Regions from separate parts of the Gossypium arboreum genome. Here region 1 is linked to region 2. A link is a contact called in public Hi-C data. All regions are on one chromosome and are shown on one strand. Each heading gives the region's core, a stretch centred on a gene start, on an enhancer-like site or on the middle of the called end of the contact. The rest is flanking DNA. Distances are from core to core; before and after follow the strand shown. Region 1 holds the start of LOC108457053 (serine/threonine protein phosphatase 2A 57 kDa regulatory subunit B' theta isoform). Region 2 holds the start of LOC108450012.

What was found. A called contact is a pair of places that touch in the nucleus more often than the background predicts.
Region 1: a contact with region 2 is called in a Hi-C map of leaf, with 4 times the contacts expected there. The contact joins the promoter of LOC108457053 here to the promoter of LOC108450012 in region 2. A contact is called at or near these places in 2 of 5 Hi-C or Micro-C datasets (both in leaf).

What each region holds. Positions count from the first base shown.
Region 1 is chr9:15,604,029-15,610,539 of ASM2569848v2, forward strand. LOC108457053 (serine/threonine protein phosphatase 2A 57 kDa regulatory subunit B' theta isoform) reads right to left here and starts at 2,464. Exons shown (of 3, transcript XM_017755865.2): 1 at 1,792-2,464; 2 at 1-1,232. The coding sequence starts at 1,029. It overlaps LOC108454281 (AUGMIN subunit 6-like), which reads right to left. Exons shown (of 13, transcript XM_017752695.2): 8 at 6,406-6,511; 9 at 5,754-5,879; 10 at 5,122-5,283; 11 at 4,698-5,001; 12 at 4,114-4,590; 13 at 3,698-3,943. The coding sequence ends at 3,903.
Region 2 is chr9:15,161,542-15,168,688 of ASM2569848v2, forward strand. It overlaps LOC108450012, which reads right to left and starts at 4,593. Exons shown (of 16, transcript XM_053019423.1): 1 at 4,379-4,593; 2 at 4,220-4,314; 3 at 4,023-4,136; 4 at 3,664-3,768; 5 at 3,442-3,513; 6 at 2,831-2,943; 7 at 2,336-2,470; 8 at 1,988-2,056; 9 at 1,528-1,615; 10 at 1,372-1,443; 11 at 1,157-1,257; 12 at 721-838; 13 at 436-495; 14 at 212-322; 1 more. The coding sequence starts at 4,475.

The sequences.
Region 1 (6,511 bases), core at 1,214-3,713, 440 kb after region 2:
GCAGTCCTTCTCCACGAATTGAGTAATGCAGTAAGATAACTGCTGGTGGTACATGGGTATACACTTTGGTTTATGAAGCGGTATCAGTGCACGGACAAGAAAGAGCTTATGTTCTTCCTTCAATGGCAAAGCAAACCCATTGATTATACTTCCCAGTATTTCTAGAAGCTCTGCGATTCCGTTATGTTTTTCAGTTTCGAAAATAAAGCGGTAAAAGATGTTATTGATTGCCTTCCTGATGAATGGACGATGGACCATAAATTTTCCGTAGATACGATGCAGAACGGTTTTAAGATACTCCCTTTCTCTGGGGTCCTCTGAATCGAAAAGATCTAACAGCCTTAGAACAAAAGAATGATCAATATACCGCTTGGCCAATTTTGCATCTGTCTCGGGTGATGCCACAAATCTCAATAGAAATTCATAAACAACTTGCAAATGAGGCCACGCAGGGTCCATCGAGGGTTCTTCTTCTTCCAAATCAAATGCTTCTAAAACCTTGTTCTCACGGGGCTGAGATGTTAGCGCTCTAAACAAATTTACAGATACCATCTTCACGATTTCTTGCATAACAATCTCCGAGAATTTTCCATTAGCAGATGAAACATAATCCACAAGCTCAAGTAAGGTTTGCCGCTTGAGATCCTTCTCTTTGAGGTTTTTTGTCGGGTCAGTGAAGTCAAACACGATGCAACACAAGTTCAGTTTTCGGATAAGCAAGTTCTGCTTCTCAGAATTCGGTACATCTCTAAAACTAGGTAAAGCCTCAAAAGAAGTGGTAACCATATTCCCATTCAGTTTCGTATTCACCACTTGAGAAAACTTGTTACCTTGATTCAACCCAGAATTTGGAGAACTAGAGCTGGAAAAGGACGAACTGCTAGAGTTTGCATAGCGGTTACTAACTTGATCACTGCTTCTTGAACTGGTAGAAGCATTTGATGATGAAGTAGAGGTTCCTCCTCCCTCACGATTGTCACTCGACTTAGATGGTTTCCGTGGGAGCCTATTAAGTATTTGTTTGATCATCGTAACTTAAAACCTCGATATGAAAAAGAAAACCCCTCAAAGAAAATGCAGTATCATCATACTCGAAGTGGACAATGAGTCAACCCAGCCATAAATATGGGACTCCATCCTCAATAAAATGAGTTATTACTCAAATTCCTCAACAGAGAAGCTTCATTGTTTGCCTTAACAACATCAACCAAACTTCATATGTTGAAAAAAATCTAAAACACATAAAACAAGTCCAAGATAGAGAACATCAATCAACTAAAACAAAAGCCCCAATTAGCAAATAGATGGCAAAGCATGCATCACTTTGAGATATAAACATATAGATAGATAGATAGATAGATAGATAGATAGATAGATAGATAAAGAAACCGTATGCCTAAAACAATAAACAAAAGTACCCAATTTGATCACCCATTAAAGCCATGAAATTCAGCTAAAAGCTTTAATTTTCAGGCTACATAACTTTAAAGAATGAAAAGGGGCAAAGAATTTCCACCAGTGTTCCCCTTGGCTCTATTTTTCCGTAGCTTCCAAAGATTAACAAAAGCATTAAGGTTGACCGAAAGGTAACAAGATCTGGGTTTGATCTTAAAATCCCAAACAGCATTTTCCAACAAAAGCAACCTACAAAATTATCCAAAAGAACATAACCCAAAATAAAACTCTAACTAATATGAAGAAAGAAAAAGGGCTTTGGTGCAAAACCAAGAAAAGGTGAGGAAACAAAAATATGAACAAAAAAAAAAAAGAGGGTAAAATCTGTCTACTTACAAAAGAGATAGTTGAGCTACTCCTTTCTTTCTCACACAGAGAGATAGAGATTTTAGAATTTAAAGAAAAAAAATGAGGGATTTAGGAAAAAGAAGAAAAACATCATCCATGAAACAACCTTTGGCTGTTGTTGGTGGTGTTTTAGTTTTCCTTTTTTTTCTTTTCTTTCTTTTATGGAAAATAATTGTTTAACTTAAACCCATATCTCTATTTTTTTTTATTTTAGTAAAGATTTAATCTTTTTCTAAATCTTCTCAGCAAAATTTCATTTTCAATCTCAAAGCTCACACTTTTTTTTCACTTTTGATTTTCTCCCGGATGAAGATGGAGAATGTTAAAAATGAGAAATACAATAAAAATGATAGTTTAATATTCCCACGCGCTACTCAACTCGAGTGGTAATTTTTAAAGACTTGACAGATCCATTGTTGTCCACGGTTATCATCTAAAGGCCAAAGCTTCCATCTTTTCTTCCGGCTTTAGCACAGTTTTCCGTTCTGGTCGGGCAAAGGACCTCACGTGCACTTTGGCGCGTGCCTTAGAAACTATATTGTATCTTTTCTTTTTGTATTTATCTTTTGTGAGCTGTTTAAAATCATTACAAACTTGAATTATAATCTTAGATAGCTTACAACATTATTACCATTAAAATTTTCTTCAAACCTTTCATTTCCCTTTTATATGTAAAAACCCCAAACTGTTCATCTCACATAGATGAAGGTTTATAAAGATATAATTTATTTAAATTAAGGTATAATAACAAATGCAGCTCCTAGAATTTATATTTTTGTCATTTTGATTCTTTTCTTTTTTGAATCACTTTGGCTTTTAACTTTTAAATTGTAGTTAAATTGTTAAACTTTTAATGGTATTGATGTAGACAATCTACATGTTATATTTTTGAATTTTATGAAGTATACATAGACTATTACAAGGGTTACCATCAATTTTCCCTCCAACAAAAAATAAATTGATTAAATTTTAAAGGTTGAAGGATTAAAATAATAAAAGAATTAAGATAAAAAACAAAAGAAAATGTTAAATTTATCATTATAACTTAATTAGTCTTAAATATCAAATAATTTCATTTTTTTCCTGTACTATAGTTGCAATGAAACCCTTCAATAGTATAATTATTAGTTTAGTTATCAATTGAGATTTTTCTCATTTGATAACTATTGTGATCATAATTATGAAAACATAAATTTAAATACCTTTAAGCATGTTTTTCGAAAATCATAAGTGGAACTAAATATTATATAAAAGGAAAATAAATCCTGGCTTTGACTTGATTTTTTAAACATGTATGAAAAGATAATTTTTTTAAATGTTACGATTAAGTTATCTAAAAGACTTTGTTGAAATACTATTTTAATTCAAAATTTTAATTGAAACAAGTTTTAAATTTTAAAACCAAACTAAAACTTGATTATAATTTAAGAAAATCTAGTATACTTAACCCTTGGAAAGGTATGTATCGCAGGTACTCTTTGTTTTTTTTTTTTAGAAATTAAGGTGTTCACCGCCAATAACAGTGATTAATTCCTTCGCTACAGGTACATTGAAAAGAAGTAATTGCAGGCCCTGAAATGGACAACAACACATTAATCTAAAACTTACAAAGTCAACAAAACTCCTTTGCAAGCAAAGCAATGAACGTCATCTATAACTTTCTGCATACAAAAATTGACAACAACATCTAATGAATTTCGCTTTTAAAACATATCATGATGTTAAAGGATAAGCTAAATAATCTCGATTTACCTTTCATAAATCGAGAAACTTCAACGAGCCATCTTGCCAAAGTACCTGTCAGTACCAAAAGGCTCTTCAACATAATACGCTGAACTAAGAACAGTAATCAAGCTTTACTAATTTAAAAGTAAGATAAAGGAACATGCTTGCATTGTGGGCAAAAATTATATAAATTTTCTTTAAACTTCAGTTGGTTACAAAATAATCGCAATAATCAAGGCTTCATCGTGGATCTGTCTCTCAAAAGTACATGCAAGCATCGTGTTGAACAACAAAGCAATGGGTGAGTGCTGGACATCCAAACCAAGGACCCAAAACCAAAACCATATCCGAATGGAATTGTCCAATCCCTGGTTTCAATGCTCCATCAAAGCAGCTTCTGTTTCTGAAAGTGGAGCTGCACAAAACAAACCTCCAAATCAAATACGACCTCATGAGGAGGTAGAAAACGAACAAAACTCCGCTAAAAAAGTGGAACCATGGTGGCATTAGATTATTACACACTTATAGTACAGCGCCTACATGGAGGCTATATAATAGTATTAGTTTTCAATAAAAACAACATACCGAGCAAATCCTCATAAGTATCGGCTAACAAGGACATGTCCATCAGCAAAGGAGGAGAGAAGACCTGATCTTGAGCATCATCCATGTCAAAAAATGATTGTCCATCAGAAGTTGCAGAACTTGAAGCAGCGGCAGAGAGAAATCCATTTACTTGATCGTAATCATTAAGAGAATCAAGATTGTTCAACGTTTGCGGTAAGTCATCATAGTTATGACTCCCAATTCGACCATTACTGGCATGGCTATCGAGCAAGGAGTTGTCAGTTTGAGTTGAAAATAATCTCTTAGTCTTTATTAAGCTCACTTTATTTTCCGGTCCCCCACAAGAAAAATTAGTTGACGAAACAGGTACGAAGAATTGTTCAGAACTTTCATTAGATTGATTGTCCCGTGATGACTCTAAATTGCAGGATGGCGTTGACAATGCAACTTGCCTAACAGATCTTTTTAAATTCTGAATATAAGAATTGTCACTATCTGCAACATTAAAGGAGTTAAATTACCAATTCTCTTTCAACTAATAAAAGAAGATGCATTAAATCAATAACATGAAGGGAGACAAGTGGAGCATAAAAGAAGCAAACCTTGGGGTGGGTAATCTACATGATTGTTTACAGATGGCTGTTCCACTGAGTTCCTTTCAGAAAAAGTATCAATTTGATTGGTCTGAGGAGCAAATGTATGTTGCTTCTGCCTGTTTCCGCCTTTTCCAGCTGAATTTGGGGTTAGGGGAGCTCGCTTTTGCATGGCTCCACCTTTTCCAGATGAATTCGGGGTTAAACTAAACAATTGTGGAAGCTTTAAAGCAGGAGGACTAGCTGAAATCTTCTCAAGCTGAACAGTAGACATTTTTGAAGTAATGTCACCAACATCATCAGAGCTACTCTCCTGCATGATCAATAAAAATATCGTAAAAATGAAGCACAAGCTCTAGAAGCACAAGTATCCAAAATTTCAAATAATTTCAAATGCTTGCATAACATGAAAAATTGATGGAACATTATTTACCAAGGTCCTTCCACTGCTCTGAGCTTGAATAGGTGAAGAGGCTTGACCACGATGTTTGGCCATTGTAGGTAAGTTGGAGGAAATGCTATTTACTTTCTCTGTACAGTCTGATATTGACTTCTGGATTGCTGGAGCAACTTCCTTTAGTTGGTTAATAAGCACCTGCATTTGAATCGTATTAGAAATTTGTACATGTCATCTGGAAAAGATCAGTATCTAGAGTCGACAAAGATATGCCAAAAAGACCCTTTAGAGAGAACTTAGAAACCATAGAAGCAATTTATAAACCCACAAAACATGCTCGTATGAAGCAAAGCAAACTAATATATTCCCACTAGATTCTACACATCCACTGTGGGTGAAAAAAAATAGAGAAGTAAAACAAAAATACACATATAAATATCTCTGCTGGCATATTTTTATTTTTATTTTGCTGTAATATTTAATTATTTCATTTCAAAAACTGATTTGTCTCTTGACTTGTAAAACCAACTCAATCAGAAGTTCTAATAATAGAATAGATTTGGTCAGTTTTCAATCTCCAAATAATTTAAGCTAAAACTTTTATATATATACCAAATTTTGGTGTTCTACATCATCAAGAACTACTTAACGTGCAATGGATATATCACCTGAAAGCTAGCTAGGTGTTGCTGATGCTCAGCAAGAGTTGCAGCTAATGACTCAGCATGTCCACTAGTGCCACCATCATGTGCACTTCGTAATATATCAGGACCTTCTCCATTATTAGCTTTTGCCTGCAAAGCAATAGCAATACCATTATTGCATACTAGCATCTTACTTCAACACTGATAATTAGCAACATGAAATCCATAATTCCATAAAAAAGTTAATCATAATTTTGAATTTCTAAATTATTTTTCAATACTTTAGAAGGCGCAGACTAAAAATTGCTCATTTCTGATATACCATAACAGATTTCTTATTCACATCTCAAAAAGATGGAAAACCTTAATTGAAGGACTTTGTTTATCACATAGAGGTTTTGTTCATTCAAGTAGAACACCCAGCAGAAATTTCATTGCCACAACTTCAAAATTAATGTTGAAAAACTGACGTATTATTAATACCATAAATTGGAAAAATATCAAATTAATAATTATGTGCTACGTATTATTAATACCATAAATTAGAAAAATATCAAATTAATAATTATGTGCTATATACCATTATGGTATTCAGAAATTCAGTAAAGTTCTGGTGGCCAAGTATTAATACAAATTAAGACAGCTGACCGAACAGAAACAAAATAAAATAGCATACCAGCTGTAGTGACTGTTTATGAATGCGCTGTAATGCATGTGTCCAACGTCTGATAACTTCTGCTACATCAACAGTCTGGTGGATTCTCCCACCTCTATCATCTAAC
Region 2 (7,147 bases), core at 3,343-5,842:
CTTAAACACTTGTTCCTCAGTGGTTACACCAATAATCTCATTTGCACGTTTCAGTCCAACACAATAATATCGTCCAATAGAATCCTGAATTCAAAAACATTCACACATCAATTTACCCACAAGAAATCTATTCATTAATTTGAACCCAACAAATGAATGTATTTAACAAATGTGAATATAATTAAAGTTTGTAGAGGTGGAATATAAGGACCCGAGAAACAATTTTCAACTTCTCTAGCTTGTCAACTGCATCATCCACATCAAAGTTACAGCTCTCCTCAAACTCCTCTTTTATTAGTTCCTCACACCTTAGATCCAAATCCTATATTGAATTATTAAAAGGTTATGGACTAAAAAAGGGGACCTGAATAAAAAACTTGTCAAATTGAAGAATATCTATAAAACGAGAAATGAAGAAAAACCAATTATGTGTACCTCCATGGTGGCTTTACCTTGCTCCATTAGTATAAAGAACGAGATGATTACCTCTTTCACCTGCGGACAAGGGTGTTGTTCAGAATAAAGGAAGTGGAACAAAAATGAAAATAAACAAAAAGTAAGCTCATTTGAAAGACTCAAAGTTCAACATCATATCTTATATGAACTACACAACAGAGAAATAGATACTATATTTTCTTTGCTTTCAGCAAGAAAATGTACTAAAATTTCTGACACAAGAAAGATAAAGGGAGAAAGGAACCCAAAAAAAATGCAACTTACTTCCTGTTGAATTACATCATCACACAAGTGAAGTAAAGTACCCCTTCCACTATCGAGTTGTTTGTCATACATGGACTGTGTTATTAAATTCTGATATGTAGCCATGTTTGCTTGAAACCTAAATGGCAATATGAAAATAATATCATCATTAATTGGTCAAACAATTGAAACACATAAAGCAAACGAGACACTGAGTAATTAAATATATCAGCCTAGAAAACCAACCAGAGGCATGTGGAACAACACATAATTAAGAAGACATCCCTTTACCGACTTATATTTCTGAATGGATCCATCAAGATCGAGTCCCACAATAATGGGGCTTCCACATGCATTAATATGGAGGAAAACATACGAGAAATAGTGCATTCAATCAATATGAATAAAGACACAGTAACCAATTACATGTATTAACGAAAGATGGAGGAAAACATACGAGAAATATATCTTGGCACAGTAACCAATAACAGCTGACAAAATGGCAAAAATGACCCAGAGATCAGCTTCAGGCATTTGAAGAGAACTAAACAAAGTAACCTGTGCATAAAGACACAGTAATAATGCATTCAATCAATATGAATACCAGGCGGAGAAGAAACAATGGTGGAAAGACAAGAACAGGTGACAGAGAAACATCATTGCTTAACTGACCAGCCCCACAACAGCAGAGGCAAGGAACGTGACCCAGTCCATAGGAGTTAATCCAGGACTTTTCTTTTCAGGCTGGTAAAAGGAAACAAAAAGAATATCATACGCATGATCACATGCTGTATAAAAGCTTTAAGCAAAGAGCTAAGAGAGACTTACAAGGACTATTTCCAGATCCGCCATTGGAATATTTTTGAAATGTTTTACATATATCCCTCGATCCATATTTGGTTTGGCACTTGCTTTCCTGGAAGTTCACCTCACTTCTTAGATTTCTATGAATTGCTCTTCACGATATTTATTAAACTAATTTAGAAAGACACTAGATCAAAGGGTAGTTTAGCCTTTTTTCCTAAAGAAAATAAAATTTCTGTCATGGTGCCCTTTTCCTTTCTTTTTTCTTTCTAAACAAAGATCATTCTCTCAAGACCAAGAGATTAAGAACCTAAGGTACTTTCAGAATACTCTTCCAGCAATCAATATGTTCAACCTCGAAATAAAATAGACCAACAATCTGGCTGTCTAATATATCCACATCAATTAAGTAAGAAAGACACCATTGACAATTTCTAATTAATCTCAACTGGAAACTTGCATGCTAAGATGCAACAAGCAGTACCTGTAAACAACAATTATCCTATCAAAAGTAGGCTCTTGGATTGTAGTCTTGCCCACCAAGTTATTGATGCTGCTTAATACAGAATAAGCAAGTTATTGAGCAACGACATCACCAGAAATTCAAGAGGAAAGAAATACACAAATATTAGTGCTAAAACTTAAACATAAAGATCAAGAAGTAGTTGCATGAAATTTGAAAATTTTCTGGACTAATTCGAAATATAATGATGATGACAAGGAAAGCATATTTCAAGTTGCTTAGAAAGCTACCATACAATATATGGTATATATGTTCATGAATAAATACTGTCCTCCAAAATAACAGCATAAGAAGATGGTACTTCACAACCTTAGGTCCATATTTTCAAGACGGATCCGTTCAACAAACAAATCTTCACTGTCCGTTTCAGGGTTAATTTCATCATCCTTCGCTGGCTCTTTCTTATTTCGTCCTCTTGATCTTCTGCTCAAAAGCTTTTCCAACCTGCAAGGATCATATATCTGGAACGCATTAAAAGGAAGAGAAAGAAAATGTACAAAAAATCAAGTTTATAAGGAAGAGAAGATAGAATACTAAAAGCATCTCATGTTCAACTCTGTATTTTGCGCAGTAAATTAACTATTTAAGACTCTTAATAAGTGAAGACTGCAGATTGGCCAAACATTAGCTCAAACCGCCAATCATAATAATTCCAAGATATTTCGAGTTGGCAAAAAGTTTGTTAAATTTCATTCCGTAGGTTTAATTTCAAATTACCTCTAAGCAGCTGCATCTAAAAGTGCTTTAACCAATAATATACCATGACAACTCATAAAAGGTAATGATTTCCCTAAACATACTCACCGGGTTAGTCTTAAGAGAAAGGCCCAAAGACGTGCAATAATCATGTCTACCTTCTCCATGAAAAAGTAATCAGTTGTACGATCAATTCCTATCCCACGTCTGAAGATGATGTACTAAAGACAAAAAGAATTATGCTTTGCTTCAGAGAGAGATCAACTAATACATCTGAATCAAATATGTACAAACAAACATCTGCTAAGTTTCTTCGATGGTATGGTATTGAAATGGCTCTGAATTTGTAATAAATTTTATGAATATATTATATCTTTATAGTAATTGGATAGCACGTACAAAATAATTGTGAAAATCATCTTACACGGGTCTCAAGCATAATATTGTGCCATTAACCAAAGCAAGTCTCTGGACTCTGGTCCATCTAATCATACAAATACATAGCAAACACCACATGAAAAATACTAAGAGAAAAAACAAACTAGTGCAAACTAAAGGCACAATAAAGGAAATAAGTTCAAAATCAAAATCCTTTCGGTTTCATCATTATTGATTTTGTTGCATGTTGAACTCAAGAAAAGAGAACCTTCTACCTACTAGTGGCTATCTGAAACAAAATAAACAATGATGCAGCTTCCATTCTAAATTGTAACCACAACCTTATCAGCAAAATCTGGGAGGTTTGGTTGGGGGTGCTCTGAAAAATATCTCTTCAAAAGTGTCTTGTCAATCTGCATTCAGTGAAAACAAAAGGTCAAGATAAATATAAAAAAAAAAAAAATGAAACTTAATAGCACAGAACAAAACACACACTATATATTCAAATAAAGACTTAACAAACGGCCATGATAATATACAAAACACACTAAGTTGCAGATGACCTTAGATTCATCAACTGTTATGGGAAGATTAAGAAGATATTGCCCTGCATGTGCAACATCAATCTCCTCATCAGTAGCTATCTTAAAATTACTCTTCTCCATCACCTGTGACACCAAAGGGAATTTCAAATTGCAATGTAATGCGAAATTTGTAGTAAAAAAGAGTAGCAGTTGTCGTATTCAAGTTTAGTCATGTTAGGGAAAACATCAGAGACACACTAAACATAAACGAAATTCAAGTCATCAGCTTGTTATTATACAGACTTAATATATATTTCAGTGACAGCATTGTGAATTCCTGTTCCAATTTGGGGTTTTGGAAGAAACAACAACAAGAAGAAGAAGGAGAAGAAGAACACCTGAAATAAATATGTCAAGAAATTCTGTTCAAGTACATCTACTTCTTCAGAAGATAAATTTTGCTGCTGCAATTTCCGAGCCCCATTTACAGGGTCAAAGAGGGAGTATAATTGCTGTGAACATGAATTGAAACTAAAATTAGAACAAAAGGAAAGAAACACGAACAAAAATGGTTGAAGGAATATGTTAGCAATACCATTAAATCTTCAAACTGGAGAAGATACCAAGATCGTATTGTGTACTCCACTCTCTTGCAGAACTTCAGAAACTCAGCCCGATCAGAACTATGTTCTGCAACACATGAAAACAGTAAAGACTCCAGTAAAGAGAGGAAGTGGAGAAATGGGAAGCATACCAATAAGGTTGGCCAAAGTCATGATGAGCTTGGGCTTGAGAATGGGAATGACGGCTTCACGCTCTAGTCGAATTACATCCTTGTTTTTGCTGCCCATTGCAGAGAAGTGTGAGTTTGGGATTCAAAGGGCAAACCGAAAGAAAGGATGAAGAAAATAGAAAGAAGTATATGACTTTATGAGATTGAGATGAAGAAGGTTAAAGTATGCCGGAAGTCCCTCTGTTATATCGAAAAATGCAATTTAATCCCTATAGATTAAATTAGGAGGAGGGAAATATCCCCTCTTTAACCTTTGTTGGCTTTCGCTCTTGTTAATAGTTAATATCGCGAAAAAAGTTGAATCATTATTTAGAGATATATGACAAGCTTGATTTTTCGAGCGTACAATCCAGCTGAATTTTTATTGACAAAAAAAAAAAAAAAATCAGCTGAAATTTAGTTGAAATTTCTTTGACAAGAGGGAATTTACTTTTTAGGATAAAAGAGGGTCAGTGTAAAATATATTTATTATTTAGGTCAATTATATCATTAATGGTAAATTTTTATTATGATCACTTAAATTAAAACGTTTTAATTTAATTACAAAACTATTTAAAAGTTTTCAATTAAGTCTTGGGACTCTTAAAATCGTTGCATTTCTCTGTTCACAATCAACCAATCAATCATTTTTAATACATTCTTCTAAGGTATATTTTTATACTTATTGATGAGTACTAATTCACCATCTCGTTTATCGAATCGTTGTTTAGAGTTCGTTAGCGTAATTAAAAAATAAAAACTTAATTACCTAATGACTTACATAAAAACTTTTGAATAGTTTAATGACTTAAATGAAAACTTTCAAATATTTAAGTGATCAAATTATAAATTTTTAGTTAAATGATCAAACCGATAACTTATCCATATTTTAGTGATTAATGGTATAATTTGCCTATTATTTATTTATGTATTATTTTATTTTATTTATTTTTACATTTTAAATATAAAGTAATGAAAATGTTAAGTATTAAAGTATTATAAAATTAAATATATTTTATTTCTTTTTTAAAAATATTTAATTTAAATTAAAATTAAGTATTTTAAATTTATATTTGATTCAATTATATATTACTCTTGAGATAAGTTTGTTAAATTATATTTATGTAAAATTAATTAGTTATTGTTATTTAAAAGGTTTTAGTGGATTTTTTATTAAAATATAAAAGTAAAAAATAAAGGAAGAAAGAAAAAAACGAATTTATCCCAAAATTATTAATATTAGATTAATAGACCTTGAGAATTTTAAGATTTCATATTTCAATCTCACTTTATATAAATCTTATATGAATTCTCAGTACATATTTATTCTGGTTTATGTGCTAACATATAAGTAATTATAATTTAATATAAACTTACATATATTATTTAAAAATATTATTATTCAGATGCAGTTTTGTAATTGCATTTATGACTGTTATAAACCTTAAAATTATATTGTATTAAACATATGATTATATAAATATCAAAGACTCCTACTATACGTGGGCCGATAACTGGCAAGGCCAAGACGCTGTATTGAAAAGGCTTAATAGAGCCTTCACTAATTCGTTATGCTTTACCTTTAACCTCTTAACGAATGGTCTTTTCAACGAAGGCCTTACTGTTTCGAAGCAATGTGGATTACCCACCTCTAGTGCCATGACATTGTTAGTAATGCTTGGAGCAATTGCATCAGGCCCAATCGTGAGTTGTTTAAGAGTACAATCGCTTAGGGTACAAAATTAAAAAAAGTCTAAAAAATTATTTTTAATTTTTAATGTGAGAAAAAATATTTTAAATTAAAATAAATTAATTAAATACTTACTGCTTTCAATTTTTTATTATAAATGCTTTATTTCTTAAGGTCCCAAAAAATTTTCAATTTTTATTGTATTACATTTTATAATTTTTTTTTTAAATGGAGTTTAATTTATTGTTTCATCTAAAACCTCAAAAGTATCAAGAACGAGCTTACCTAGCATTGCAGGATCATCTTTCTCTTGATTTGTAAATTTAAAATCAATAGTTCATCTCTGCAAAGATAGAATAAAAAGATATTTGGTGATCCTAAAAAGTGTAAATTAGATATTGAATCTTCTTTGAATGAAATATAATTTAATTTAATGTTTGGAGAGATCAAAAAGCAAGAGACTGAGATCCAAGACCAACATAGTCTTGTGGAATAGTAGCATGAACACATCTATTGGTTTCAAAAATCCATTTTCATTTGGAGCATGTCGAGTGAGTGCAATACTAAAAAATAAGTACTAAAAGCAGGAGGGCTTGGAACATAAATTTTTGGAGATTCGTGATTCGCCTAATATTTGATTGATAATCCTTTGGATATTAAATGCCGCTTCTTAGAGCATTTGAAAAGTATTCTTCGTAGAGAAGAGACTAATGATGTTGACTCCATCAAGCATGCCTACCTTATCCATTAGGCAAGGAATGAGCTTGACTTACCATTCTTGGAGAAAAAGTCAAAGTTGCCGCCTTTCAAATTGGTCCCCTTAGGGTCCCCGATATCAATGGTAAACCAGGCATATTCTAACAATGATTTTAGGATATCATAGAACTTCTAGCAACTTGATCCACTCTTATGTTTTTGGATTTTAGTTTCTTAATAAAAAAGCTTGATAAAACCATTTTTACCTTTATTCTTAAAGGTGAATCCCAAGTTATGCCCACAGACTAGAGACCCATTAACCTTTATAACGAGGCATACAAAATCACCTCGAAAGTCTTAGCGAG